Regions from separate parts of the Mus musculus genome. Here all the other regions are linked to region 1. A link is a contact called in public HiChIP or PLAC-seq and promoter capture Hi-C data. All regions are on one chromosome and are shown on one strand. The core of a region is the stretch at or near the end of the contact, and the rest is flanking DNA. Distances in the headings are between cores, read along the strand shown. Region 1 holds the start of Lipt1 (lipoyltransferase 1). Region 2 holds the start of 4930439A04Rik (a long non-coding RNA gene). Region 3 overlaps Tmem131 (transmembrane protein 131). Region 4 has its middle 51 kb from the start of Lonrf2. Region 5 holds the start of Vwa3b (von Willebrand factor A domain containing 3B).

Region 1 (6,194 bases), core at 1,515-4,014:
ATATGATCTATACCATCTTTCTTGCACCCTTGGAAGCACAGACTAAGAAATGACTTATTCCTGGGAGTAGGCAGGGAGCCAGCCACCCTATAGACATATCAAGGTGAACTGGTTTGATAAGAGCACACAACTGTATTGAAATTATATCAGAGGACTGTAAGGTGGGCCCAGCAAATAAGACACATGCCACCAAGCCTGATCAATTTGAGTTTGATCCTCAGAACCCATCTGATAGATAGAGCCAACTCCTGCATGTTGCCCTCTGACCTCCATGGCATACACACGTAAAAAATTAAGTAAAAACGTAATGAAACACCAGGAAAACTGTGCCTGAGAACATATTAGATACATAGGCCATGGAACTCGGACCCCACAGACGGCAGAGACTATGACTGTAATACTGATCGACGGCCCCACTAACCATCCGGTGTGGGACTGTGGGAGAACTTGACAACTCCCAGCTCTCCCAGGGGCTTCTGCTCTGCCTTGTCCCAGCTTGTTAACACAGGCTACTCAAATTACCATCTGCCTGGCTGTTTGCTTACCTAGATCTGCATCTATCTGTCCACCTATTTGTTCTTATGGACCAGGTCCTGCCCTTTCACCTCTGCAGCTGGACTCAACTGTGCAGCTCAACTCTGACCCCGTAGCCTGACTCTGTAGCAGTAGCCACATCCCTTTAAAAAAACTTAAGCTGGCTTTGTATCTGACAGCTCCTTTGCCTTTTTGTCAGTTTCTAGCTTTGGACTCTCAGGTCTCTTTGAAATGACCTAAAACGCCTTGTTTCTTTAACCCTTTGTAGTCATTCTATGTACTGGCTATTCCTGGTTGTCAACTTAACTATATCTGGAATGAACTACAATCCAGAATTGGAAGGCTCACCTGTGATCCACATTGTGAGGCTGGGAGATATGAGTTTCTGACCTGGATCTTGGCATGGAGATCTTGAGGCATAGTGGTTACGAATCCCAGGAGACTAAGGCAAGGAGATCTCTTGAGTTCAAGGTCAGCCTGGGACAAAACAAGTCCCAGATCCAGGTGTGGTGGTACACACCTTTAATCTGCACCACACCTCATGCTGGAGACCTACATAAGGACATTTGAAGAAGGAAGATTCGCTTCTCTTTGCCTGCTTGTGTTTACTTGCCAACACAACTGTTTGAATCTACTAGCCTTGTGGGACTAAGCAGCTACTAGATCCTTGGACTTCCCATTCACAGCTGATCGTTGTTGGGGAGTTGGACTACAGACTGTAAGTCATCATAATAGATTTCCTTACTATAGAGAGACAGACTATAAGTTCTCTGACTCTAGAGAACCCTGACTAATACATTTTGTAACATACATACATACATACATACATACATACAGATTGATTTGCTGTATAATGTGTGTTATCTCAGCCTTAATATGGTGATTAAATGAAAGAAGCCCATGCTAATACCTTTAATCCCAGCACTTGGAAGGCAGAGGCAGAAAGCTCTCTGTGAGGCCAGTCTGGTCCACATAGCGAGTTCCAGGCAAGCCTGCCTTACAGGGGGAGACCCTAACTCACACTCAAATAGAAGTTTTAAGAAGAGCAGACAGAGCCAGGCATGGTGGAGCACACTTTTAATTTCAGCACTCCAGAAGCAGAGGCAGGTGGATCTCTGTGCATTCAAGGCCAGCCTGGTCTACAAAATGAGTTCCAGAACAGCCAGGGCTACACAGAGAAACCCTGTCTTGGGGATTGGGAGCGGGGGAGGAGACAGAATAAAATGCAGGAAAGGAGAATTGCCATCACCAGAGGACTATAAAGCAGGTTAGAGTGTTATTGGACATTCCAGTGGAGAAGCTGAAGAAGTAGAAAAAGAGGATAACTGGTCCAAAGACAGACATCTTAGAGCAGACAGTGGAGAATGAAGGAAGGTCATTGAAGGAAATTAAAACAAAACAAAACAAAAAACAAAAACAAAACAGAACAACAACAACAGAAAAAAACTGTCCCTTCTCAGATTTCAAAGAATACAATATAGAAGCAGACTACTAATTTAGGAGCCCTACTAAGGGCAACACAATGTGGGGCTATTTTGATAACTAGCAAAATTCCTACAATGACGAATGGAAAAGTATCCCTTCCCACCCTCATAATACCATCCAGCTGAAGACTGATCTCATCAAAGTTGCAGTAACAGACAGGAGTCCTGTCTGTGGTGCAGCTAATTTATATACCCTGAATTAACTCTGCTCATTTACTGCGTTAGCAGTACCAGGAGGCAAGGCTGGAGAGGCTTCCATTCTAACTGAAGGAGGAGAGACTGGTTTCTGTGGAAGAGCGAGGAATGACCACAAATTCTTTGGGCTCTGCTCATCAAGAAGTGGGTCCGTGATCTCATTCCTTAACTCTAGTCTGGCTTTGTTGTTCCTGGGGCCATAGGAATGCGGTTGAAGCGCTTCCAAGTGCCTTGAATCGAACCGCCCCAGCAGCTAGACAGCACCTCCTGAGTGTGAACAGACCATTTTGGACCACACAGTTTAGCCAACTCTTGCTGAAAGAAACCAGCATAGGAATCACCCAGCTCGTCTTTACATATTTTGGTAAGTGGACTTTGTCCTTTCAATGAATCTAGTTCTAAATGCATTGGCCTGAAGGAAATAACCTTAAAAATATTTGCTTCTATTTCAGGCTTAGCCACGACCTCCTGGGGGTGTGGCTTATCCAGGGGGCGAGCTTTACGGGGGCGTGGCCTCTTGAGGGCGGGTCTCTTGGGCGGGGCTGGGGAGGACTCCCCAGCAACTGCGTCTAGAGGGCTGAGTGTTCTGGGTTCCACGTGGGTTGATTGAGTTTTAATTTGCAGAAAAAGCTGCTGCGGGCGCGACCGGAAGTGGCAGGTGAGTGAAGCCGGAAGCAGTTCCAGTGAATTCTTTGCGGGTTGTGGAGGCACACGCTGAGCAGGAGTGGGTGCTGCGGAGAGCACGCGTGCGTCCCATGGGCCCCTCCTATTGGTTCTGAAAGCTCTGCAGATTACACCTGGTGCTCCGGACGTAATTTCATTATTGGGAACAGTTGATTTCTAATACGGCGTAGGGTAAACTAAACAAGACATTCAGTGCTAGTCGCGTGCCTGCTCCCGAAGAGTAAAGCTTGCTTAAAAGTTCGTAATCACTTCCAGGTTTGGATCGCGTTATTAGGAGGATAGCAAATAGTTTTGGTAAGGCCTTGTGAGGAAGGTAGGCCTGTAGTTAGGTCTTGCTTTACACTCTGTCAGGGAGAAGCATGTGTTGGCAGTTGCAGAAGTGTCTCCCAGAGCATGGAAGTAAGAGCCTCCTGAGGAAATAATTATAACACCAGTAATGAAGATGAAAGCAGAGAGCTGGGGGTGGATTGCTCGGCGGTACAGTTCAAACCTAGACTGAGTGAGTTCCATCCCTTGCTCAGCTAAAGCTGTTAAAATAGAGTGTAGTTGGGTATATCAACCACATCCTAGCCCAGGCGCCTACAGAGGAGTAGGTGGCCAACACAAAACAAACTCCACGGGCTTTTTTTTTTTTTTCTTTTTTGGTCTTGTCTCGTTGATCTTTTACTTATTTTGACTTTAGTTTTCATAGGTTTTGGTTTTTTAAAGAAAGAACATAAAGTTGGGTGGATAGGGAGGTGGTGGGATCTGAAAAAAACGGGGAGAGGAAGGAACGTGATCAAAATGCATTGTATAAAAAGTTTTTCATTTAAAAAAGTAAAATATGGGTGTGGGTCGCTATGCAAAGTAACACTGTAGAAACAGAATTCTACCAGGTTTTCAAAAGTTAGATTGTTTCATTTTGTCTGTCAGCTACAGTCTGTCTCAGAAGGTATGTCAGGCCTTCAACCCAGAGGCAGAGGCAAATAGATCTCTGTGAGCTCAAGGTCAGCCTGGTCTACAGAGGTAGTTTCAGGAGATCCAGGGCTACACACTCATCGTGTCTGAGGGTGGGGAGATTGTGTTCTGATAACTAAAATAATTTGTGATACGATACATAATAATCATTTAGTTTAACTCCTTAAAATGACTCACGTGTAACTATTTTAGTAGTCCTATTTAAACATGACTCACACAGATTTACAGTCTTTATTCTGGCAATGTGTCTCCCTTCCCTGTGACTCTTGTCACCTTTATGTAGTTCACTGATGAATCCCAACTGTCAAGGACAAAGCATGCCTTATAGTTACTGCAGACTCTGTCAGCCATTGGCTGGTTAATTGTGGACCATAGTTAATGTATCAAGGTAAACTCCAGTTTGACATATCTTTTAGGAATCCTTGTACACTTGAAAGAAGACATGTTAAACTGTCAAAAAAAAAAATGGATTGGAAGAGAAGACCTTGAAATCACAATTATTTAGGTTCATCTCATGTGCTCTTGAATTCAGTTAAAGGCAACTGGATCAGATAGAGATTAAACTACCGGTCTAAAGCTATTCAGTTAGTTGCAAAGCAAGCATTAAAATGTAAAAGCAACTATTTTACCTGAACCTCTATATATGTTAATAAGTGTGACTATTGTCACCTTAGGAGAGGATGTCACAAGGTCTTTTTCAAATCCCAACTTCAATGGGCACATTCTAGTTTATTAGTATCCGAGACGTCATGACACCTAATCCTTGATGTTTCTCCCTTGGATCACCCAAGAAGAGGACCTTAGGCCAGTGAGCCCAGAAAACCACTAAGCTTCAGGTTGAGTAAGAGACCCTGCCTCAAAGAATATAGTAGAGAGTGAGAGGACTCTTGGACATTGACCTCTGACCTGTGCATGCACAAATGTGTGCTCAAACACATACACAGAGACACAGACAAAAATAAATTTAATAAGTGAAAGCCAGAATGGCAGTGTATGTCTATATTCTAGTTAAAGCTAGGGCAAAAGGACTATTTGAACCCAGGGATTCAAGGTCAGATGGGTAACATAGTAAAGTCTCATCTCAGGGGGGCAGAAAATGATAGAACTAGCAGTACCATTACACAATCAGGGGGACATGTGTGTGTGTAAAGGTATATACATAAGAACAGAAGCAATAACGGTTATTTATACTAAAATGTTAATTAACTATCTCCAGGTAGTAGGATTCTGGATTCTTTCTTTTGCTAATCTATTTTTTTTCCTCAATGAAAATATATTGTGAATTCAAACTAATTTATTTGGCTTTGCTATACATTACTTAATGTGTTTACTCCATATCATTGACTTCAGTTTAGTTGAAATTATCTAAAGCTTATCTTCATTGCTTTCCATTGGTCACTCTATTAAAGAGCCACCAAAGACTAAGGGTAAAGATGAAAAGAAGGTCTGGACCCTTTGATAAGTTTTGTATAATTACCAAATAGCCAAAGAATATAATTTGATTTTCTTTTTTTATTGAATTAACTTATCTTATTTTGTCTTGTTTTTTTAAAAGCATGCTAATTCCACTTTCAATGAAGAATTGCTTCCGATTACTTTGTCAGCACAAGGTCCCAGCAGCTGGCTTTAAAAGCCCACCCACACATGGGCTCATTTTACAGTCGATCTCCAATGATGTATATGAAAATCTGGCTTTTGAAGACTGGATCCACGACCACATACATCTAGAAGGCAAGCCGATTCTTTTCCTTTGGAGAAATTCTCCTTCTGTCGTCATCGGCAGGCATCAGAATCCGTGGCAGGAATGTAACCTCCATCTGATGAGACAGGAAGGAATCAAACTGGCTCGGAGGAAGAGTGGAGGAGGAGCCGTGTACCACGACATGGGTAACATCAACCTCACCTTCTTTACCACCAAAACCAAGTATGACAGAATGGAAAATCTGAAACTAATCGTGAGAGCTCTGAATGCTGTCCAACCCCAGCTGGATGTGCAGCCTACCAAAAAGTTTGACCTGCTACTCGACGGGCAGTTTAAAATCTCAGGAACCGCATCAAAGATCGGCCGGACTGCCGCGTACCACCACTGCACCTTGCTATGCAGCACCAACCGGACAGCTCTGTCTTCTTCGCTGAAGAGCCCGTACTGCGGGATAAAGAGCAACGCCACTCCCAGCATCCCTTCCGCTGTCAAAAACCTTCTGGAAAGAGATTCCACGCTGACCTGTGAAGTTCTGATGAGTGCGGTGGCTGCAGAGTACGCGGCGCATCATCAAGTTGATGGTCACGTCAACCTAATAAACCCTGCAGATGAGACGATGTTCCCTGGAATAAACCGCA
Region 2 (5,469 bases), core at 2,153-4,652, 540 kb before region 1:
AGGTCAGGCTGGTGAGATAGCTCAGCAGTTAAAAACACTGGCCAATTTTCCAGAGGAAGCACCTGCATGACAGCTCAGAGTCATCTGTGTCTCCAGCTCCAGGCATCTGATGCTCTCTGGCCTCTGTGGGCACCAGGCACTCACTTGGGGCACAAACACGCAGGCAAAACACCCATACATGTTAAATTAGCAAAACAGATCATATCTGGTACAGCTTGGTCACCTGGCCAAGGGCAGCACTTATCAGGGGTCTCCGCTGTAATCTGCTCCCAACACAGTGACCTAGAGGGAAGTCACTGCACCCGTGGAGAGGCGGGTGTGGGTGTCTGAGGGGAGAACATTTGCACAGGCTATTTGGAGCTTACACACTGTGTCTCTTTCAACCTGTTACCTGCCTACTTGGTCCTTTGTTTCAGAGTAGGTGCATGGCTGGTCTATCCTTGGGTCTAATCCAGAACTAGGTTGTCTCACTGGTCCTCTTGTCCCACCTTTGGCCACTGAGGGTTTGTTCAGGTTGCCCCAAGTGGCCCTTTGACATACCACCATCATTGCAAACTCATGGAGATCCACCTGCCTCTGCCTCCTGAGTGTTGGGATTAAAGGTGTGCAGTGCCACCGCCATCCAGCTCTTTTCTTTTTTAGGGTCTTTCTTGCTTTTCGACACTGTGAGGGCCGGGGCTTGTCTGGTATATTTTGCCTCAGCTCCGGCACCAGTCATTTCTCCTAAGCATCCTTACCACTTGGACTGCAGTGTAGAGGGCCCCATGCAAGTCTCTTCCCGGATTCTCTACTGGACACTGTCTCTGTAGCACTGATATCCTTCCTTCTCCAGGGGTCCAGCTGGGACCACATTGCTTGGCTCTTGAAGGACTGACTTCTACCCATTGCTCTCTCTGCCCTGTAGTAGCTCTGGGTTGTGTACAGAACATTCTAACTGAAGAGAAGTGCCTGGAGGAAAAAGTTTCAGAAGCCTGAGCACTGCAGACCAGAAGCAGGCTGGCACTCCTTAGATGGAGCGGTTATCTGAGGGTGGAGTTCATAAAGAGGTCTAAGAGATGGCATTGGTGCCTTGCAGGCTTGTGGGGTGGGGACAGGAGAGCTGGACATGCTAGACACGCCTGAATGGATTCTTGCCTTTGAGTGCGTGCAGCCCTTGGTGGGAAGGGCATGCTGTACACACTGGTGGCCAGCCTCAGTAACAGGCCAGTTTGGATTTAGCAGGTTGCTTTATCATGTATGGATGCTGATATAAACAGCAGAAGGGTAAAGGCAGACCTCTGTCAGGGATGAGTGTGGTTGGAGGACAGAGTGCACTGTCCATCCTCCCAGGAATCCTGTTTGAGGGGACAGATGCAGAGAGTTTGTGTGCCTTTAGTAGTCCAGGGAGGGGCTAGGTGGCTTGGACAGGCAGGTCTGGGCTTCCACAGAGTCCTTAGGACGACTGTAAGGACCTCAGATGTGTGACAGGGACCTCAGGAGGAGCATCAGGAAGGGTGCAGAGCAGAAGTACATTAAGGACCAGGCCTGACCTGTACAGTCTCTACAGTCTGTTTGAAAGGAAGATGCCTCAAAGTGGTTAGTGTACACACGGGGCCTTCAGGTACTACATGGGAGCTTTCTTTAACACCGTCTGTAGACACTGTTGCTGATAGTGGTTTAGAATCTCCCTGCAGATTCAGGGCCTCTGGACTAGATAGAGGCCTGGGGGGAATTTGTCCCAGGCTAGTTTTGGCAAAGCAAATCCTTGCCTCCCTCTTTTTCCTTATTTGTTCACTGCTGGGTATTTTTTTAAAATGTATTATTCTTTGAGAATTTCATACAATATATTTTGAACATATTCACATACCCCAGCTCCTTCTGTAATCACCCTCTACCCTTTCATCCCTTCCTACATAACTTTGAAATATTATTATTAATTTTTTTAACGAATTTCTTCTGTAAGTTCAGTGTTGCCCAGCCAGGCTCTGGAGTGGGGCTGCCCTGGAAAGTGGTTGTCACCTTATGAGGGCCATTAACAAAACTGACTCTTTTTTCCCAGAAGCTCTCGACACCAGTAGCTCCTCAGCTAGGGATGGGATCCAGTGCCCACTTTCTACCATCCGTGCCAGGACTTTGTCTGGGGAGAGCTTGGCAGGCCTTGTGCACACTGTCACAATAACTAGCTGTGCATTCATTTGTGCAGTTGCCCAGCTGTGTATGGGAAACACTGTCTCCCTGATGTCATCTGTTTCTGGCCCCTCTTCCATGAAAACGGAAGCCTTGAACTTTGGGGGAAGGGTGTGGCAAGTATGTCTAATTTAGGGCTGAGCACACTATAGTCTCTTATTCTCTATGTTAATTGCCGTCTACTGCAAGGAGGAACTTCTTTAATGATGGTTGAGAGATGATCTGTTCAATGGGATTTGTTTTAATGGTATGCCTGTAAGCAAAATATAGTATTTGGTTCTCCCTAGGGCCTATGACCTATTTAGCCCTGGGTTCTTGGCCCCTTTAACGATTCAGGTCTTAGTTCCATCTCATGGAGCAGTCTTAGAAAGTAACTTGTTCCAGCCATGGCATTTGTGCCAAAGCTGCACCAGTGAGTAGGGGTAACTCATTACTAGGTGGGAGTTTAGGTGGTGGATCTTAAAGAATTAAGTTTTGTCCTTGCATGACATGGTGTTTCATGTATAATTATATATCCAGCTTTATACAGCCACGAAATTCTGACCATCCTCCTCTCTTTGGTATGTAATTAATGTCTTTGTACATCGCCATGGTTGTTGGGGAATGAGGTAGAGGACAGTCTACAAAGCTGCAGGGTGATGGCACTTACCCAGAATTCCTTGTAACCTCTTCAGATGTAGTGGAGACCAAGGTGTGAGCCTTGGTGAGAAGGATCTGGTCCTAGAAGGTCCTGTAAGGACTGTCAGGTTGTTGGGAAGTGGGAGCTCATACAGGAAGGGAGGTCTCCTCACTTTTTGCCTTGTTCTGGAAAGCTGTGGTACCATCCGCTGAGCTGGAAACTAGAGATGGAGAAAGAAGGCTGGACACAGGAGCAGTGTACACACCCCCAGGAAGCGGCAATATCTACATAAGGGGCTGGGTTTCTGTACTGATTTTCTTTTTCTGACCTTGCTGTTTATCACAAGGGACAAAGAGCACACGACTCTGGTAAAGGCAGCTAGATGAAGCTGGTTAGGGTAGAATCCTGACCCCAAGCCCTGCCTGTGGTTATGCAGAGGTGAAACTTACAGTTAATCCAAGAAGTGTGACAGGTATCTCTGGTCTGTCAGCTCTGACATTTTGTTATCCTTGGGCTGCCTTCTTCCTGCTCTTGTCCTGTGTGAAATTAGGACTCAACACCTCCTTGCCCTAGAATCCCCACTCACTTGTTAGCACCCAGAATCTAGAATCTAGAACAGCTGCTGCCTTTGTCAGTGGGCACAGGAGGGAACAGGGCCTGATTCTGCCTACATCATAGTCAGAACTTGGTGTATCCTTTGTGTGTCAGGAGATGTTTTGGTTTATTTTCTGAAATTACTATTTTACAATGTGTGGACTCTTTCTGCTTACAAAACAAAAGCATGTTCCAAGGGAGATAGGCGTTCTAATGATAGCTTCCTAGATTAAAATATCACACTGGGATATGAAATGAGGTTATATTTCTCTCTTTTATGGGAATAAATGAAGAAAACTCAAACTGGGTCAGACAGGTTGATGGTAGGAATAGTAGGTCCTGTCAGGAGCCAGCTGCAGTCGAGACCCAGTTAATGAAAACCGAGCTGTAGTTCCAAAAGGAAAATGGGGCTGGGGCAGGGGCATGAGCTTTGTGCCCTTTGGAGAATTTCGTATTATGGAATGTAATGTAGTCAGGTGGCACACACATTTGATTTGGGGAAAGGTTTCTATCTCGGCATCTGCTGACCACTGACATGGTAGTATGGTGACAGCCATGTCAGAAGAGCCTCATGAGCACCCAACTGGGACCTCGCACAGGGTGGGCTGGGGGCAGACATAAGCCCCTCTGTCCTGGTCTGTCCTATCCCTGTTCTCTTTAGAGCTTTCACACTTACTTCTCTGGGAGGCTTAGATTCTCTGCCCCACAGCCAGGAAGCACTGGCACATTTCAGTGGACAAGAGTGGGGGGGCATTGAAGACAGAAAAGAACAGAAAGCCAGGTGCATTTAATACGACCCTGGCATATATAACTCAAGAGATGGGCCCTCTGCGTGGTTGTGTTCCCGAGCCACAGGCATCCTCCCTGCGGGCAAATAGGCAGCAAGCAGTGCCCAGGTGGGGGGACTTGGGGACACACTAGTCATGGGTAGGGTGGAGTCTGTGCTCTTATTGTCAACTGTTGGGAGTCTTTTCAGAGTAGTTCTTAAGATAAAAGGATCTAATGTATTGTTTTCTAGTATGGTATGCTGGTTGGTTTTTATTGTTAGCTTGACAAACTAGAGCCTTTCACCAACCCCCAAAAAATGAAGAAAAAGAGAGAAAGAAAAGAAACCCCAGTTAAAGAATTTCCTCCTCCTGATTGACCTATCTGTAAGGAATTATCTTCATGATTGCTGGTGGGGCAGTGAGGGGGTAGTGGTGGGGGGCTTACTGTAGGCAGCACCATGCCTAGGCAAATGGGCTGGGCTGTACAAAAAAAGCAAACAGAGCAAGCTAGTAAGCAGCTTTCAAAACATCACGGTTTCTGCTTCGGTTACTGCCTTGAATTCCTGTCCCAACTTCCCTCAAAGCTAGACTGTGACCTGGAAGCATATGCCAGATTGACCCTTTCCTCTCCACCTTTGGTCATGATGCTTATCATGACAACAGGAAAAGCAAGCTAGGAAGTGTGGTTTGCTTTTAATAGTGTGTGTGTGTGTGTGTGTGTGTGTGTGTGTGTGTGTGTGTGTGTATGTGTACACCTGAGTGTGTCTATAATGGGTGTGTGTATGAGGAGCAAGCAAAGGTCAGAAAAGGCATGGATCCTTTGGAACTGGAATTACAGATGTTTGTGAGCCACCATGTGGATGCTGGAAACTGAGTCTGGGTCCTCTGGAGGATCAGTAAATGCTCATAACTGCTGAGTGGTCGCTCCAAACCTCCACCTTATTTTTTGAGAGAATATCTCTTATTGAAACTAGTGCTTGAAGACTCAGACTGGCTGGAAATGCAGGGCCTCCAGGGATCCTCCTGTGTCTGCGTCTCCAACACTGGGGTTACAGGTGTGTGCCAAAGTCTTCATGCTTACCCAGCTAGTGTCTACTAACCAGTCCAGCTGCTCTGCCCTCAGAGTGCTAGCCACACTGGATCAGACTGTGTAGAAGCAGCGGTCAGATGTTCCCCTGGGTAACAGCCTCATGCCTGGGGGAGTTGGCTTTACTGAGCTGTTGTTTCTTGGAGGCCCAGGATAACAGATGGTTGTCACTTATTTCTGTTTTACTCATCACTCTGTTCTGTCAGCTGACTAGGAGGACATCTGAAAAGGGTTCC
Region 3 (5,823 bases), core at 1,464-3,963, 970 kb before region 1:
ACAAACATAGAAACAGGAAATATGGGTCAGAAAACATTACGTACAGGACATAAGCCAGATACACAAGTTCAAATATTCTAATTCCACTTACATGAAGTATCTAAAGCAGGCAAATTAATGGATATAAAAGTACTAGAAACTGGGTGGTGGGGGTAAGTTAATTGCTTAACAAATATTTAGTCTTATTTAGTCTCAGGGGTGATGAAACTTTTAGAAGTAGATACTGATGGTTTCCTAGCAACTGTCTATGTAACACTAATGTTACCAGACTATGTATCTTAAAATACTTACAAGTGTAAAATTAAATGTTACTTAACAATCTATAGAACAAATTAATTTTAATGTATACAACATATTATTCAGCAAAATATTAACAAACTGAATCTAGCAATGTAGACAGATAGATTCCATGCAATAACCAAGGCTTTTGTTCAGGTATACAAACTGTCTCAAAACTTAGAACTCAACCATCCTAACATGTAACTCTCGATCGTCAGAAGAACTGAAAGAGTCCTGAACAACCCTGTGCTCATTCCCAGCAGAACTGTCTGCAAGGTGGGGAGGTGAGACTGCCCCAAGCTCGCCTTCAGGCGGCCCTGAGCAAGGCTTCAGTGCACTCTCTGGGGCTTGTGCAGCACAGGCTCTCGACGGCACTTTGTTCAACATACTACCAGAAACCCTGCACACAAGAAGACTAAAACAACTTTTTTCCCCAAAGAAATAAAACTGTCTCCATTTGCAGACTAGATAATTGTGTTTGTAATAACAAAGAGGGATAAAAAAAGAAAAAGTGAATTACTTAGAATAAGTAAGTTTCGCAAATTTGCAAATACAAACTCAACCCCCAAATAGAATCATATTTCTATATATTAACATAAATATGTGAGAAATTATCCAAATTTAATGAAATACTTAGGTGCTGTATAGCACACATATACTAAAATCTACAAAAAGATGACAAAGGAAACCAAAGCCTCCATAATTAGTGATGCAGCTACTGGCAAGCTGCCCTGCTCCAGTAATAGCTCACCACCCATCTTGAAAGTAGCCCTAACTCTACTTGGTGGGCCACAAAGCAACAAGATATGGTGCACGTGGGCATGGGCATGGCGGGCGGGGAGTGGGAGACAACGGCCTTGCTAGGAGGAAAGAGTTTGGCGGGACCTGCAAGGGGTGGACGAGAGCAATGACGACAGGGGCTGAAAGAAACTGAAGGGCACTATCTACATGCAAGAAACCAAACAAGTTTAGAAAATATTTTCCGATGGAAAAATACTTTTAAAAAGTCTAAATGGACTGCCTGGAGTGGTGGCGCACACCTTTAATCCCAGCACTTGGGAGGCAGAGGCAGGTGGATTTCTGGTCTACAGAGTGAGTTCCAGGACAGCCAGGGCTACACAGAGAAACCCTGTCTCGAAAAAACAAAACAAAACAAAACAAAACAAAACAAACAAATAAAAGGTCTAAATGGGCAAACATGCCATACTCATTGGCTGAGAAATGTAAATATGTCCAATCTTTTCATTAGATCCTATGAAAATCTCAGGACAGCTTTCTGTACACACAGACTAACTTGACAGTATTTTTTGACTTTCAAAAGGTTTGATGCGAGTATGAAAATGGTATCATTGAAGAGCTCTGGAAAGCCTTTCTTTCACAAAAAGCGACCAACAATTGAAAGAGTGCTGGCTCACATTCTAAAAGACACCAAAAATACCCAGCGGAACTGGTGGCATTTACCTGGCTCCTCTCCCATTCTCTTCTCTCTGGCTTTGTGGCAACTCTATCACCAGTCACCTCCACAGTGGGAACCAGCCTGGCAGTCACCAGGGAGGCAGGAAGGCCTGGCAGGCCTTCAAAGGTTCACTTCCAAAGAGCTGTCTACGTGACCTGTACGCTGAGTCCCTGTGAGGCTCCACCTGGACAGCTTTGATCTGACACAGAGCTGTCTATCTATAGAAAGTTTGGACCCTAGGAACATTGGTCAGAGAGATCAAGGTGTTTCAGGTTTGCTTTTAATCTAAACCGATTTCATCCTGTAGGGCAAATAACTATTAGGGAAAAGTTTCTGACATTTTTACTAAAGACTGAGCCTTGTTTTGCTGGTGTAAAACACTGCGACACAGCAACAAGCCTAAAAAGGAGGCAGAGAGAGAGCCTGGCTGCTGTTCCTCCGCACACACATCCCTGTTACCTGCAGAGAGCTGGCTCCAAACGGACCCTGGGAATAATTCTCAAAGCACACAGCTCCCCTGACCGAGGATGGCTGCGAGCGTATTCCTATGTCTCCCTAGACCCTGCAGAGCCCTATGAGGCCAGGCCTGAGAACAGAGGTGGTGAGCAGGAGGCCCTCAGGCAGTACAGAGCTTTTGTTGATGCCCATCACCTGCTGTAACTCCAACATGACATCATAGGCCTTCCAGAACTTTAAATCTTCTGACCATTTCATTTTTAAGAAACACAAATAATCATTGTCTTTTAAGGAAATAAAAGTTTAGTTTTGCAGTTTACACAAGCTTGGCTGTGCAGCAGAGCCCTGGAAGCCACAACAGCAAGAGGACCAGAGGCTGAAGCTGAGAACATCACAAGTGCTGAAGGATGCAGAAGAACCAGAAGAAACAGTGTGAGCTCAGGGCTGGAGGGGATCCTCCCACTGGTACAAATGAGAGCCTTGACAACACAGTCATGGGGCACAGTGCCAGACACTGGTAATCTCGGCAGAGGAATGGGTAGAGAAGCCAGCCTGCTCTACATGGTGAGGATGAGTTCTAGTCCACCCAGGCCTACAGACCCTGTCTCAAAACAATACAGGCACACGCGCGCGCGCGCGCACACACACACACACACACACACACACACACACACTCCACCCACGACTCCCACCCCCTTGTACTGCTCTCCATTTTAAAACAAGACCATGAGTAAAAAGAGAATATATGAACCCTGAAAAAAGCCAAGGTCAGAAAGCAAACCCCTGTAAGCACAGCCTGCCCGGGCATACACACTGCACCTGCCCGGGCATACACACTGCACCTGCCCGGGCATACACACTGCAGCAACTTTTCATCAAGGAAGTGGCTCTCTGGGAGCAGGCGACCAGAACCCAAGAGGTAGAGCGAATCCAGCTCGCTTTGCCTTTGGACTACATCACTGGCCCTTGGGGTTTTGTTTTTGTTTGCTTGTTTTGCTTTTTTGTTTTAAGAAAGAGCTCATCTTGTAGATTAAGCTGGCCTTGAAATCATGATCTTCGGGCCTCAACCTCTCAAGTGCTGGGATTACAAGTATGTGTAAGGAAGTTCTGTTTGATCTCGAGAGAGGGTGGGTGGGATGACATTGTTTGGTGGTGAGTTTCAAACTAAAGACCATGCCCCTGTTAGGCAAGCTCTTTACCACTGAGTGGCAGCGCAAGCCTCTCAAAATTTTAAGTCAACAACAAAAGGACAGCACCAGGTTTTGTTCTGTTTTCTAAATCTTTTCTATAAAATCTACCTTAATTGCATTTCAATACTATATAAGCATGGGGTAAGATAATGTATATCCCAGAACTTCATACTTAACAGCTCTTTTATGTGTAAAAATTCTTTTTGTATGGGTTTGTCTGCATGTACATGCAAGCCAGAGGCCAGCCTCAGATGGTGTGCCTCGGGAGACATGCACCTTGGGTGTTTGTTGTTGAGACAGGTTCTCTCGTTGGCCTGGAGCCCACCAAATAAGCCAGGTTGGCAATGAGCTCCAGATCTGCCTCTGCCTCTCTGGTGCTGGGATCACAAGCGTGTGTCACTGTGCCTGGCTTTCTTACATGAGTGCTGGGGAGTGAGTGACTTATAGTCTCATGCTGGCAAGGCACAGCTCACCAAGCCCACAGCCCATACAATCTGTCAATACTGCCTGCATGTGTGGTGAGGGAAGTGAGGCGCAAACAAAGCCGCTAAGGGAACTGCCAACTGTGGTCATCTACTTGCCCAGCATGCTCCTCCCCATACACTTCTAACGTTTGAAATTATTCCAAACAAGCTTAGACCAGGTGTAATAGTATAACACACCTGTAATTCCCGACACTCTGGAGGCTGAAGGGGAGGATTACAAATTCTTGCTACAGAAGGGGGGAACAGGGAAAGATAGGGGAAGAAAAAAACATTTACAAAAAGAAAAGGCACTTATGTAGACATAAAAAAAATCTAACACTAGATAGCTACATGTGTTTTTACAAGGCATATCAAGGTGCAGTAGATTCACTTAAGTATGCCATGTGAGAAGTGCTGGTTACAAAGGTGACTAGTGTCCTTACTGCTACCACAACTGTTACAGTAATAATAAACTTTTTGGTCCCACCCGTCAATGGTAGCAGCCCTTGGGAGAATGAACCCCGAATCTCACTGGGCAGCACAGTAGAGCTGACCCTGGTGGTGGGGGAAGTGGGTATGCTGGCCCTGAGGGCATGAGGGCAGAAGAGCAGGCTACAGCTCTTGCTGGCCCAGCTAGCCAGTGGGGCATTGGAGCAGTGCTGGAGAGCAGGCCCTGGAGGTGTAAATGCAGGAGAGCTGGCAGGCTGACCAGCTCAGCCACCACCCAGGCCCAGATCCAGGACTCTGAACTGTTTCACCCCAACATCTATCTACACCATCTATGAACTGCCAGAGCCTGTGAAGGGTTTGGGACTGCAGATCCAAAGCTGTGGGACCTCCATGACAAAGGGCAACAGGAAATCTGGGAGGAATCCCAGTGAAGAACCGGTATTGATGGTGTAGCAGAAGCCAGAGGACTCAAAGCAAACCAGGGACCCACTGCAATGAACTTCTGCAAATAAAGAAGTGTGGACAAAGGGTTTACTGTGTGACACACCACAGCTTCCACATGACATTTTGCTTTGTTTTTATCTTTATTTTTATTTCTTTTGTGGGAGGAAATTGCAAGGGTGGAAGGTGGATATGGAGGGGCAGGGAGATGAGTGGGATTAAGGTGCTTGATGGGAAATTCACAATAAAAAATTAAAAATAGGGGCTGGAGAGATGGCTCAATGGTTAAAGCACTGACTGTTCTTCCGAAGGTCCTGAGTTCAAATCCCAGCAACCACATGGTGGCTCACAACCATCCATAATGAGATCTGACACCCTCTTCTGGTGTGTCTGAAGACAGCTACAGTGTACTTAGATATAGTAATAAATAAATAGTTTTATAAAAAGTTAAAAATAATAAGCTTTTGACATATATGTAAGAATAGTGGTATTACAGCTATCTTTAAAATGTCAGTTAAAGTCAGACATGATGGCACATGCCTCTAACTCCAGCACTTGGGGAGGTAGAGGCAGGAGGATCTCTTTGAGTTTGAGACCAGCCTGATCTACAATGAGTTCATAAGAGAGCCCATCTTAAAAACAAAACAAAACAAAACCCAGAAAGTGTCAGTTAAATGATCCACTTATGTCAATTTAGCTACTAGAGGGGGATTTTATTGTGTTATACAATATCTAATAATAAATAGACATGTGTTCTAGAGCTGTAATATCTATGTTACATAAATGAACAGGATACAATATGTAAAATTATATTCTAAACATGAGATGATCCATATCCTGCATGTTTTCCCTATAACCCCCTCCACAAATGACTGAAGAAGTAGAAATGAAGAGTAGCTTACACTCAAAACAGAAGAAATAATATAAATAACAATTGGGCTTGGTTGCAGGCCAGTATATGCCTACCATAATGTTCAATGTTCAGCATCACAAAAAGAAAGCCAACAGCGGAAAACAGAAGACGCAAATGTTACAAATGGCTTTTGGTTTGGGAAGAGTGATAAAGTGGGTAAGCTTCCAGGAGACT
Region 4 (5,682 bases), core at 1,415-3,914, 910 kb after region 1:
CCTCACTACTGGGAAGTGCTTGGTTTATCCCACAGATGTTAAAACAGAAACCTACTGCCGCCACCCAGAGAGGAACAATATGTTCAACCCCAAAATTGAGTGAAGATTTCCAAAGAAAAAGAAGAAGGAAGAGGGGGAGGGGGAGGGGAGAGGGAGGGGGAGGGGGAGGAGGAGGAGGAGGAGGAGGAGGAGGAGGAGGAGGAGGAGAAGAAGAAGAAGAAGAAGAAGAAGAAGAAGAAGAAGAAGAAGAAGAAGAAGAAGAAGAAGAAGGAGAAGAAGAAGAAGAAGAAGAAGAAGAAGAAGAAGAAGAAGAAGAAGAAGAAGAAGAAGAAGAAGAAGAAAAGATGAAGAGGAAGAGGAAGAAGTGGAAGCAGCAGCAGTGGAAGAGAAGGAGAAACTGTTGCCTTAGAAAAGTGTATGTGTGTATAAGTTATTTAACATATCAGGCAATATATTATATAATACATTATGAGTATAATGCATGTTGAATGTATTTTATATAAGAAGTAGTATACAATATACACTGTGGGCTCTATGTCTTCAATGTCATTTGTCTTATTCGTTTGTTCTGTGATGATCACCTGCTGGCATTTGGAGATGCTGTAAGAGCTCCTGGCAGTGCAGGGCCCATCCCCATTTCCTGTACAGCACTGGTTCTCAACCTTCCTAACACTGCAACTCTTTTATACGGTTCTTCATGCTGTGGTGACCACCCCCAACCCTACAAGTATTTTTGTTACAACTACATAACTGTAATTTGCTACTGTTACGAATCATAATGTAATATTTTTGTACATAGAGGTTTACCAAAAGGGTTGCGGCCCATAGGTTGAGAACAGGTACAAAGCCCTGGTATATCCTTGAAGAAGTGTTTTCGAATGTTCCACTTGTAAATGCTGGCCAACAAGGCTCCGCCAAACATGTGTGAAATGGGCACAGGCTTGGTTACCCACCTGTACCTGGGTACCCACAGTCGTGTGGGTACACCTGGCTGGACTCCTTCAATGCAGGGAAGGCTCCACCATGGTTCAATCTTGGTTCAGAGGCTTCTCCATGACGTGCTGTTGTAATGGCAGTTGGTTTCCTCAGAATTGAACCATTTCCTTCAGGAGGGAGCAGGGAGGCTCTAGATGCAAAGGGCAACAGGTCTGGGCAAATAAAACATGGACGTCTCAGGAGGCCCCACCAGGGCTGTATAAAAAGACATAAACAACTGCTGGGAGCGAGGTTCTGACCATGAGCTAAAGGGCAGAGCCTTCTCTGACTGTCTAGCTGCCCGAGTGGTGCAGAGCTCCAGGGGCCTAGTTCTCATGAATGGCCACCATGTTGGGGTGGTTTCTCCGTGAGGCTGCTGCTTCTCAGTTAGCTCTGCTACTTGTAGTAGCTCTGCTACTTGTTGGTAGTCACCCCCCCTCCCCAGCCCCACTCCTGGCAATGACCACTGGCGCACCAAGTTGGACGTTGGTACTATCATTCCTTTGGTCTCTTGTGGGCTCTCTTTCTGGTTTGAGTAGATGGGTGTGTGCCCTGGGAAGAGACCGTCATGCTGCAGGTGTCCCAATGAAATGACAAAGTGACCACCTGTCCAAGGCAGAGTGTGGTACAAACTCTAGCGCTGTGCTCATCACTGTTGAGGGTGTAAGAATAAGGAGGTGGCCAAAAGTCCAGAGCAGATGACCTCGAAGGGACGTGGCTTGCTCTAGTAGAGCTGGCAACCTCATTAGCCCTGCCTAAGACCAGCTGGGTACCCCATGCCGTGTCATCAAGGGTGACCATGTAGGGAGCTTCCACAGCAGAGGCTTGGAACTCAGATCTCGGAAATTTGCAAACACCACAGATTCCCACCAACTCTTTCTCAGTGAACTGAGGGAAAATGAAATGTCCTCATGGGTGGAAGGTGCCTGGGACAACTGTTCAAGGTCAGAGTCTGTCCTTCCTAGGGTGCGTGCACCAGACAGGTTTGCTGCTCCTCCGATCTGAGCCAGTGCACCACTCCCTTCAATCTGCCCTAGGCTCTGCTGCCACAGGCTCCATGACAGAAGGCTCCGATGGTGGCTGTGGCCTGGCAGAGCCCACAGGAGGTGGCAGTCAATACCCATAACCAAACTCCCTAACTTTGGGCAAGACCAGCCGTGCTGTGGGGTAGGGGTTGCTCTCAGAGGTCTGCTCCAAGCAGCCCCAGGACTAGAACTGCCCATTTTCTCCAGGAAGATAGTCTCAGACCAAGACCTCAAAGTATCAGAGGGCTGGAGGCTGGGGTGGGCCGAGGGCTGCCCAACCGCAGGCCTCTGGAGTATAGAGCCATAGAAAGACGGATGCTGTGGCTTCCTGTGATCAAAGAGGCACCCATATCATACCCAAATTCACAGCAACCCCAGAAGGAATGGGACATTTCTCCCAAGTCACAGAGAGGCAAAGATGCTCCAATGTGGCTCCCAAGTGTGGCCACTAAGCCTGTCTTTCAACTCACCTTCACAGACTGTATAAACCTCAGACTTAAGGGAGAATGCTCGCTCAGTAGACATGATAATCCAGATATCTTAAGAGGTATATATCTGCTCAGCCTTAAAGAACTAAAGGATCCTCTTCCTTTGGAGCACTGTAAAACCCTAGGAGCTGGGGTGATGTTAGCCCAGGGCAAGGTTGCCTGGGGTGGGTAAAAGGCTGGCCCCCTCTATCCCCAATGTACGAATGTAGGCAAGGCTGCCTAACTCTCCCAGACTCCATGCCACCCTTCCTCTGTGAAGTGCAACAATAATTGGAAATCCCACAGGCTTCTGAACAGGCCACACATGCCAGCTGCTGTGGCTTGTCCTGGCTGTCCCCATTATTGCTGCCCCTTTGATAATGGCTTAATCAATGGCAGCCATTATCATCAGCTATACACTCCCATCTTCATTATCTGGAGCTGTCTTGGCCTATGGTGCGCATTCTTCTGTTTTTAGCAGTTCCTAAGAAAGCTTGCACTTTAAGGGAGAAGGCTGAGAAGAGCCACATTCATTTTCTGTGGACCAGCGGGAATTATGCCTGGTTAACCTGTGGCTATCCCACAGCTAGATGATGTGATGGGAGAGCAGAGAGGATGGGAGAGGGGGGTGGGGAAGGTAGCCTCGGGGATGCTAAGGATCAAAGGGCCACTGTAAGAAGGGTGACCCTGGTAGGACCCTGGTGGACCCCTTCCTTTACGGCAGTGCGTCTCAGCCTCTGAAACACATTGTGTCAGCACTAGCTGGCTGGTCTCCATCCCTGACCTTGTGATGAAGTTGTGAAAGGGGCCCATGTGAATCCCTGGATGATGCCAGGCTGCTGGTGTGGGGCCCAGGCTTTGAGAGACTGCTTTAGTGCCAAGCCCAGTAATTCATCAAACGAAATCACTGGCGGGCAAAAATGAAGCCAATGAACGTGAGCTGTTCATGAGCTGAACAGGAAGCAATGACATCAGAGTTGGGGTAGGGGCGGCTCTGCTGGACACCCCCAAGGCACAGTTCCAAACCAAATGGAAATTCTCCTTTGGCTTTAGACCAAGCACCAAAGAACAGTAATTCCAGACCTCATGGGATGTATCCTCAAAGACTAGGTTAGCACCACCCAGCATTCAAGGCCGTGCTTCAGTGAGCTCCTGGGGTCCCCACACTGTGGAGGTGTGGGCCTCTCTGACTCTCACTGGGTTTAGTTTCTCAGAAGCTCCACTCCTATGCCCACATCTCACCTGAGAAGGAGGCTGAGATCTCCCAAGGACTTGGTGGTCCTTCTGCCCCTGCCTTCCCTAGGCTACTCTGAGCCTCTCTTCCCTGTCTTCTTCCCATAGTCTCAAAAGCAGATTGCTCACCCCATGTTTTACCTGATAGGTATCGTATGCATTGACTCCAAACCAAGGTGTATGTTATAATCTCTAGTGTGTAAATTAGGCAAGCAAGGATCTGGATTCCAGGCAGCTCATTCAAGGTTGCTCAGCTAAAAGGATGGTTCATTGACACCATCTCCAGCTGATCGAGCCAGAAACTGATTTACCACCCAGGTTTCCCTATTCCTTGGCTTTTACCTTGATTTATTGGATAATCATTTCCTTCCAGAGAGAGGCTCAGTAGCTTTCCCGGAGCTGTGAGCCAATGTGGAAGGTATGGGAATTTTAGTCATTAGACTAGATGACATTCGTCATTAGAATAGAGTAACGCTTCAGAGGGTTGCCTCCTGGTTCAAAGTCCACCATGTTGAGGCCCTCCTCTTCTAACAGCAGAGGTGGACTTGACCATAGACGCTCATCTTTGCAGGAAAGAGAAGGTCTCATCTCTTCCATAGCCAGTTAGCTGGTTCCCAGTCTGAACCAGTCCAGACAGACATCGCAGCTGACGTTCCTTCTTTCCTGAGAGTACAGTGACCCCATGTGGCTATTGCCAGGCACAGCAACTTACAGAGTGTGACAGCTATTTCTTCCCTACAAAGCTGTGTTGAGCCTGTAGGACAGTGTCTCCCTGGCATGCAACTGTGAGGCCCAGTGTGGTCTGAGCACATCCCTCCAGGCCCTGCTGAGGGGATGTAAACGTCGTGCTTGGGGATGGCTGACCTTCAATTCTTTTTTTCTGCCCTGTAGGCTCTCACTCCCAGCCCTTCACACACCCTCCCTGCATCTTAGAGACAGGTGAGATGGAGGGAACTGTTGTGTGACCTGTAGATGCAGGAGGTGGAGATGGGGGACAGAATTGGGGGGGTCTACATGTATTGTTTGAAGCTATACCCCCATTTACACATACAAGTGTAAGCACTAAGGAAGCCTCTGCTAACACCACCCAGACGAAGTGCATGGGAACAGGGAAGGATTGCATGTGGCTGCTGCGGACACTTGCTGAGCTTGGCACAGCTTAGAAAGGGTCTTTTTTCCCCCTTCCCCCACATAACGTTAAGTCCCCTGAACATAGGTAGGTGGTTTAGTGGGATCCGTTCACACCTTCTGTTTTCTGTCCCTCACTTCCCTTTCTCTGGCTATAAATAAAACCTGCCTGAGACAAGGTGTAGTGAACTCTGAACCACTTCTCCTTGGGTCTGTAGGACTCAGTTCTGAAATGGCAAATGCAATCGGTCAAGATCCCACCAGACTAGACGGCTGCGGTGTGTCCTGTAAGAGTCATATGTGTGGGTTCTTAACAGATGCTAAGACTGGCCTGTAACGTTTCTGAAACCTTCCTTGTGAGGAGGACAAGGGCTACCCCCGCCCCCCCCAAAAAAAAACCCTTTCTTTCCTTTGCTCAACTGCTGCTCTTCTCATCTCAAGGAGAAGCCCTCCTGTGGCAGATTTGTGACTGAATCTAGACAGTGTTGATTAATAATGAGCAGTCTGCCATCTTGTCTGTTTGTACAGTTGTGTCCAATATTTTAAAAATATCACTTGAGGTGGTTGAATATATATGAATCGATAGAAGATACACACACACACATGAATTGATAGAAGATATGATTTAAGGTACGTATATCATTGGCTTCCCAAGAGGACTCACCCAAGAAATCTTAAAATTTGAGATCTCCTGTAGCCCTTGTGTTAGCTGACTGACAAAGAGATTGTAGGACAGAGAACTCACAGCTAGACTCTGACATACTGTTAATTGGAGACTAAGCAGAAATAATGGCACGTTAACAATGTAGCCCACTGGGAAAATGGAGTTGTCGTTATGACCAGATCTTTCAAAC
Region 5 (5,316 bases), core at 2,497-4,996, 840 kb before region 1:
AGGTGTAGCAACAGACATGGAGAGCAGCAACTCACTGCCAGCCCCACCACCATAAAAGAAATCTAACACCCTAGCTGTGTAGACTAAGTTTTCTCCTTAGCTTGGTAGATGAGATGTACTTCCAACTATGATATGTTCAACTTAATGACAGTGGGTTCACTGGGACTGGAATCCCCTCTGAAATGGAGAAGCAGGTACACACAAATGTCTGGACGCCACCTTCTTGCACCTCTGCCATCTTTCTCAAGGTTATCTCTGATCATCAAAGCACCTGTACCAAGAGTTCTAGTTCAGCAAGGATTGCTCCTCCATGGAGCTGCTTTGTGTCTCCAAAGCCTGCTTCCTTTCCAGAGCAGCCCTTCTAATTTTGATTCCTGGTCTTCCTCACACATCCTCAGAATCCCTTCTAATTAATTTTTTTTCTCTTTTTTGCTAGGTTTGGGAAACTGAGTTGCCTCCCACCATCTCATTCATCATTCTCCCCTCCCTCCCAAGGACTCTAATTATATTTGTAAGTCCAACCAATGTCAGGGACAGGCTCCTATAAAGAACAAGGCGAGCCATTCACCCTGAAAAGTAAACAGCTCAAAGGTCAAATAACAATGCCAGGGTTGTCACAGTCAGAAGGCAGTAGCCAAGAGTACAGGTCATGCTCTGAGACTGGGCTTCCATGAGAAGACTTTTCTACAGGGCCCAAGGGGTTGTTATCCCCAAAACTGTGCCAATCTCTATTAAGAGGGCTGCCTGATTAAGGCATCTTTATTTAGAGGTGGGGATCTCTAAGGGCCAGTCTCTCTTAGAGGACTGGGATTGGAGGCAGCAGGTAAAAAGGACGACCTGAAAGAGGAATCTGGACTTCGAATGTACACTCCACAGGTTAGGCACCGCATTATTTCAGGATAGGAATATTATGACAGAGGCCAATGGCCGGTTGAAAGCAGGCCACCAGTTATTTGTCAAAATGTGAGTTGAATACATCTGTCAAAGGTCAGAGCAATGCTGTTGAAGGAATATCTTGTCCCAGTAAACAAAAGTGACATGGCCCATCTGCAGCAAGCCAGAGTATAGCCCTCAACTCAGTAAGTACCTTAAAATAGTCTTGAACAGTTACACCTTTGGCTGTCTATAATTTGAATGATTTCTAAAGGGTTTTTTTTTTCAGAGATTTATCTATTTATTTTATGTATATGAGCACACTGTAGCTGTCTTCAGACACACCAGAAGAGAGCATCAGATTTCATTATAGATGGTTGTGACCACCATGTGGTTGTTGGGAATTGAACTCAGGACCTCTGGAAGAGCAAGTGCTCTTAACTGCTGAGCCACCTCTCTGGCCCTCTAATGTTGTTGTTGTTTTGATTAGCATGTGTGTTATAGTCATGTTAATCTAAGGGGCCCCGGTTGACCACAGTGACTGTGGCAAATGTCCCAGGAAGGAGAGCGAGCGTGGGTGGAGGTAAAGTCAGAGTGCTTAGTGAGAGTGCTGAGAGAGTACAGTGGACTCTCTGTCCTTTGTCACCAGCATGGCCCAGGAATATTGGTTTGGCAGGGTGTGGGCAGCAGGATGATTGTGGTTTTGGTAAGTGTGGCTGGTTTAAGTTGTTTGGCTTTGGAATTTTAACGTTGGTGGTGTGAATCGAAGCTGCTCTCTGTATCGCCAAAGCTGTGCATTCAAACAACTCTACAGAATGATTTATGATTAAGGATCGAACCTTCAGTACTTTTAAAAATCACTAAGGCAACAAAGGAATGAAGAAAAATTAATCCCTGAGGATACAGTAGACTTCTCTGTTGAAGAGAGAATTGTTTCTAATGTTAGTTATTTTTTTTTAAATTAGATCTTTGACTCAAACACTATGAGAAAACAAAAGAAATGGAGCCATTGGTGTGGCTTGACAGGTAAAGGTGCTATCAAACTTGACAACCTGAGTTCAACACCCCCTATCCTACTCCCTGGAAACCATGTGGTAGAATAAGAGAGTCAGTTCCCACAAGATTTCTCTGACTTCCACCCACCACACACATGTGCAGACACACACACACACACACACAAACATGTATATATGTTTACAAAAACTCAAGGCCAGCTCTTCAATTTAAAAATATAAAACACAATTTAATATTCAAACATTAAGGCAAAACTTGGCTTATAGAATCTTTTTTTGGGGGGGAGGGGAGGGTTATTTGGCTTACACTTCCAGATCATACTACATCACTGGAGGAAGTCAGGACAGGAACTCAAGCAGGTCTGGAAGCTGGAGGCAGGAGCCGATGCAAAGGCAGGAGCTGATGCAGAGGCCACGGAAGGATGCTGCTTATTGGTTTGCTTCATGTGGCTTACTCTAGACTCTTTTAAAAAAAAGATTTATTTATTTATTTATTTATTTATTATGTACACAGTGTTCTGCCTGCACTTCAGAAGAGGGCATCAGATCTCATTATAGATGTTAGCCACCATGTGGGTGCTGGAAATCGAACTCGGGACCTTTGAAAAAATAATCAGTGCTCTCAACCTCTGAGCCATCTCTCCAGCCCTTATAGAATCTTTTACTTATAGATTTTCATAAGCACATTTTTGTGTGAGTGTGATTGCTTGAAGAATGGCAGGTTTGCATTTTGAGCCATCTGTATGCTTGTAAGGCAAGACTAAATAAGCATTAGGTAGAGTGCAGTACCGAATCCCTATAGGAGTACTACCTGTAGATTTGCAAAAACCACAGCTCTCAGCTTAGAGGGTATAAGCAAGCCTGTTCTGGAGCCATTTTGAATAGCTGTGGCCCTGTACAACACAGATTTAGTTTACCCCAAACTCCATGTTCCAACGTGGAAGCAGTTTCATGAACTTTTCATAGAACAAAGAAAGTCACAAATCATGATAAATTTAAAGTACCTTGGAGGGCACACCAGAGAAGCAGGCACGGTGAGAGTGGGGAAAGCTTTTCAAGATGCTGTGGGACATTCTTAGCCTTTGGATTGGTGGAGGCTAGTTGTCCGTCTATCTTTTAGTCACAAGAGGTTAGTTTGGTCACAGAAGTGGGCAAGGAATGGCTCTCCAAGAGGGGTTAGAACTGGCCCAAGATAAGGCAATTAGCCTTCAGAACAGCAACATTCTAACCTCTCTGCAGAACTGAAATTCTAATCAGTCAAAATCAGTCTCTGCGGACACAGCTTCCCTCCCCCCTCCTCTCCAGGAGGTTTTATTCACAATCTTTTTTTTTTTTTTTTTTTTTTTTTTTTTTTGATCCTGGCAGCTCTTGTGTCCAAAGTTACAATCTGGCAAAACTGTGAACGCTCATCTGACCACCCCTTCTAGCTGAGCACCTGTAACGAACCGCTCCAACTCTAGGTTTCCTTCCCTTAAAGACGCAATGAAGAAAGGATCTCTTTATAATACCGAGGGAGAAATCAAAACAAAAGGCGCGGGCTGCGGTAATCTGCCGGAAGTAAATCGAGAGAACAGGCTTCCTTCAGCGGGCAGTCGTCTGCTTTTCTGCCCATCTGAATATTTGTTAACCTAATCTCTAATATTTGCCGCTGTCAACTTTCCCAGGGTCAGGCGCAGAGGACGAGCCTTAGGCTGCTCTCTTTCCGGGTGGACCAAATTGGTTTTGCAACACCAACATCCAGTTTCTTCGCAGTCCCCATCATCTCTTTACTCCCTCTGAGGGGCTCATTGGTGGGCGGGGCCGGATCCCGAGCCACGCTGTGATTGGCGGTGTCTTAGCAACTGCAGCGATGTGGTTGTCAACAGAAACTGGACTCCCGCAACTCTGTGCCCGAGGCGGGGACCCTTCGCCAGCATCAGGGGGAGTCACAGCCTTGTCCAGCAGTGGGATGCTGGCCGCGCCCACCTCCTGCTCTGGTTAGTGAGGCCCTGGAGGGTGGGAGGGTCGCTGACGCACGCAAGCCGCCTGGCCTCGCAACTGACAGATTACTTACTAAGTGGGGGATACCATCCTTCTAGACCAGATCTTCCAGGTTTCCAACTGGTTGTGTGAGGGAAAAAACAAGTTTGTAATTTCCGAGCTGGACCTCGCTTCTGCTGGGAAAGGGCAGTGGCCAGGCCGCACCCACTTGAGAGCTGGATTTCAGAGTCAAAGTCGCAGACGTGTGCGAGCCCTTCTTACCCAGGGCTCTCCCCCCACCCCCACTCTTTGCAGAAGCTCAGCTCCCTAATGCTTGTCTATCCAGAGGCCAAAGTTAGTCAGAGGACATAGCATACTGATCAGTATATTAGAAACTCATTTCTGAGAAGCAATGATCAAAACTTAACAATCCAAACTCAAAGCGATCTTCTTGAGTGAAAGGTTTGAGTCTGGAGAAAGCCTCTGCTTGCCTCTTGGTTTTTGGGGGCATTCACATCACTTTCACTTTCTAATATGGACTTTTAACCTCATGTAGTTGTTCTTCTAATCTTCTCAGAAGTTCTCCATTTCTTTTCTTCTCGGCGATGACCTAACAGCCCCACCCCCACCCCACGAGCCCAGTTTTCAATTCTTGGTCCTGTTCTCAACAGTGTGTCCCACAGACCATTTCAATCCCTTAACCCTGCCCACGTTTATCTGAGGCGATGCTCTTAGCCTAGCTTTGCCTTTTAAGGATAGAAAGAATAAGACTGTTAAGAATTGTAACAGGATACATCAGGGAACTTCATCCCAGCTTCCTTTCTTCCCAGAAGAATCAGAGTTCAGAACTCCCACAACATACCTCCCCATCTCCTACCCCTCCATACTACTCCCTCCCTCCCTCCCCCATGCACAGATTTCTTTTTTTAGAAACTAGCAAGGATGAAGATTGGAGGTGTTGATCATACGTTTACCAAGGATCCAAATTGAATTAATAGAGTCTAAGTTAGACTCTGGTCCAGGGCTTGTAAGAACAGTGACTGGATTGTTCTTGGCTTCTCACTATGGGCAGGTGCATAGCAGCCGACAAAGAAGGGCTCTTAGCGTGATCCCAGTCCTCCTGCCTCAGTTTCCTAAGTGTTGGGATGAAAGGTCTTATCCATCTTAATCTTCCTGCTGTCCTGGGAGCTTTGCCTGTCCCTGGCACTCAATGGCTCGATGGACAACTCCAAGTTTTTAGGACTGCGGACAACCAGAGGTGGTGGTATATATACTTGTAATCCCAGCACTCAGGAGGCTGCAGCAAAGAATGCCACAAGGTCAAGCCTGGTCTGAGCTATGTAGTCAGACTCTGTCTCAAAATACCAAAACCCAAACCAAAACAAAAACCTTACCACTGGTAACATTATTGCACACTATAAAGCAGACCTTGCCAGTATGTATCCTCTCTGCCTCAGAGGAAACTCCCAAG

Evidence for each region. Promoter capture Hi-C pulls out the DNA fragments that hold promoters and counts their contacts. HiChIP or PLAC-seq counts read pairs in DNA pulled down with a chosen protein or histone mark.
Region 2: a contact with region 1 is called in a promoter capture Hi-C map of liver, with 3 times the contacts expected there. The contact joins the promoter of 4930439A04Rik here to the promoter of Lipt1 in region 1. A contact is called at or near these places in 2 of 39 promoter capture datasets (hippocampal neurons and liver), 1 of 115 datasets of contacts at active chromatin or transcription factors (embryonic stem cells) and 1 of 9 other capture datasets (embryonic stem cells).
Region 3: a promoter capture Hi-C map of embryonic stem cells shows a contact between it and region 1, with 2.3 times the contacts expected there. The contact joins the enhancer-like site here to the promoter of Lipt1 in region 1. A contact is called at or near these places in 4 of 39 promoter capture datasets (the HPC-7 cell line, cranial neural crest, embryonic stem cells and 1 more) and 4 of 115 datasets of contacts at active chromatin or transcription factors (acute myeloid leukemia, astrocytes, embryonic stem cells and 1 more).
Region 4: a contact with region 1 is called in an H3K4me3 HiChIP or PLAC-seq map of the 230-238 cell line, with 11 times the contacts expected there. The contact joins the enhancer-like site here to the promoter of Lipt1 in region 1. A contact is called at or near these places in 2 of 39 promoter capture datasets (the 3T3-L1 cell line and pre-B cells) and 6 of 115 datasets of contacts at active chromatin or transcription factors (the 230-238 cell line, T-cell acute lymphoblastic leukemia, astrocytes and 2 more).
Region 5: a contact with region 1 is called in a promoter capture Hi-C map of liver, with 4 times the contacts expected there. The contact joins the promoter of Vwa3b here to the promoter of Lipt1 in region 1. A contact is called at or near these places in 1 of 39 promoter capture datasets (liver) and 1 of 115 datasets of contacts at active chromatin or transcription factors (bone marrow-derived macrophages).

Annotation. Positions count from the first base shown.
Region 1 is chr1:37,869,455-37,875,648 of GRCm38.p6, forward strand. It overlaps Lipt1 (lipoyltransferase 1), which reads left to right and starts at 2,765. Exons shown (of 2, transcript NM_001037918.4): 1 at 2,765-2,871; 2 at 5,410-6,194. The coding sequence starts at 5,411. It also overlaps a transcript of Mitd1 not described here.
Region 2 is chr1:37,330,830-37,336,298 of GRCm38.p6, forward strand. 4930439A04Rik (a long non-coding RNA gene) reads right to left here and starts at 3,403. Exons shown (of 4, transcript XR_003947777.1): 1 at 3,235-3,403; 2 at 2,816-3,005. All of the region lies in intron 1 of Inpp4a (inositol polyphosphate-4-phosphatase, type I), which reads left to right.
Region 3 is chr1:36,900,883-36,906,705 of GRCm38.p6, forward strand. The region is part of intron 1 of Tmem131 (transmembrane protein 131); the gene reads right to left. Among named protein-coding and RNA genes, the nearest start is that of Tmem131, 36 kb to the right of the region's middle. Within about 2 kb of position 2,714, at least 54 of the 459 cell types and tissues checked have an H3K27ac peak or open chromatin away from gene starts, as enhancers often do. A contact at or near this core is called in the HPC-7 cell line and embryonic stem cells, where this site is marked.
Region 4 is chr1:38,783,262-38,788,943 of GRCm38.p6, forward strand. No RefSeq gene overlaps it. Among named protein-coding and RNA genes, the nearest start is that of Lonrf2, 51 kb to the right of the region's middle. Within about 2 kb of position 2,665, at least 8 of the 459 cell types and tissues checked have an H3K27ac peak or open chromatin away from gene starts, as enhancers often do. A contact at or near this core is called in the 230-238 cell line, where this site is marked.
Region 5 is chr1:37,025,567-37,030,882 of GRCm38.p6, forward strand. Vwa3b (von Willebrand factor A domain containing 3B) reads left to right here and starts at 3,747. Exons shown (of 28, transcript NM_001370828.1): 1 at 3,747-3,862.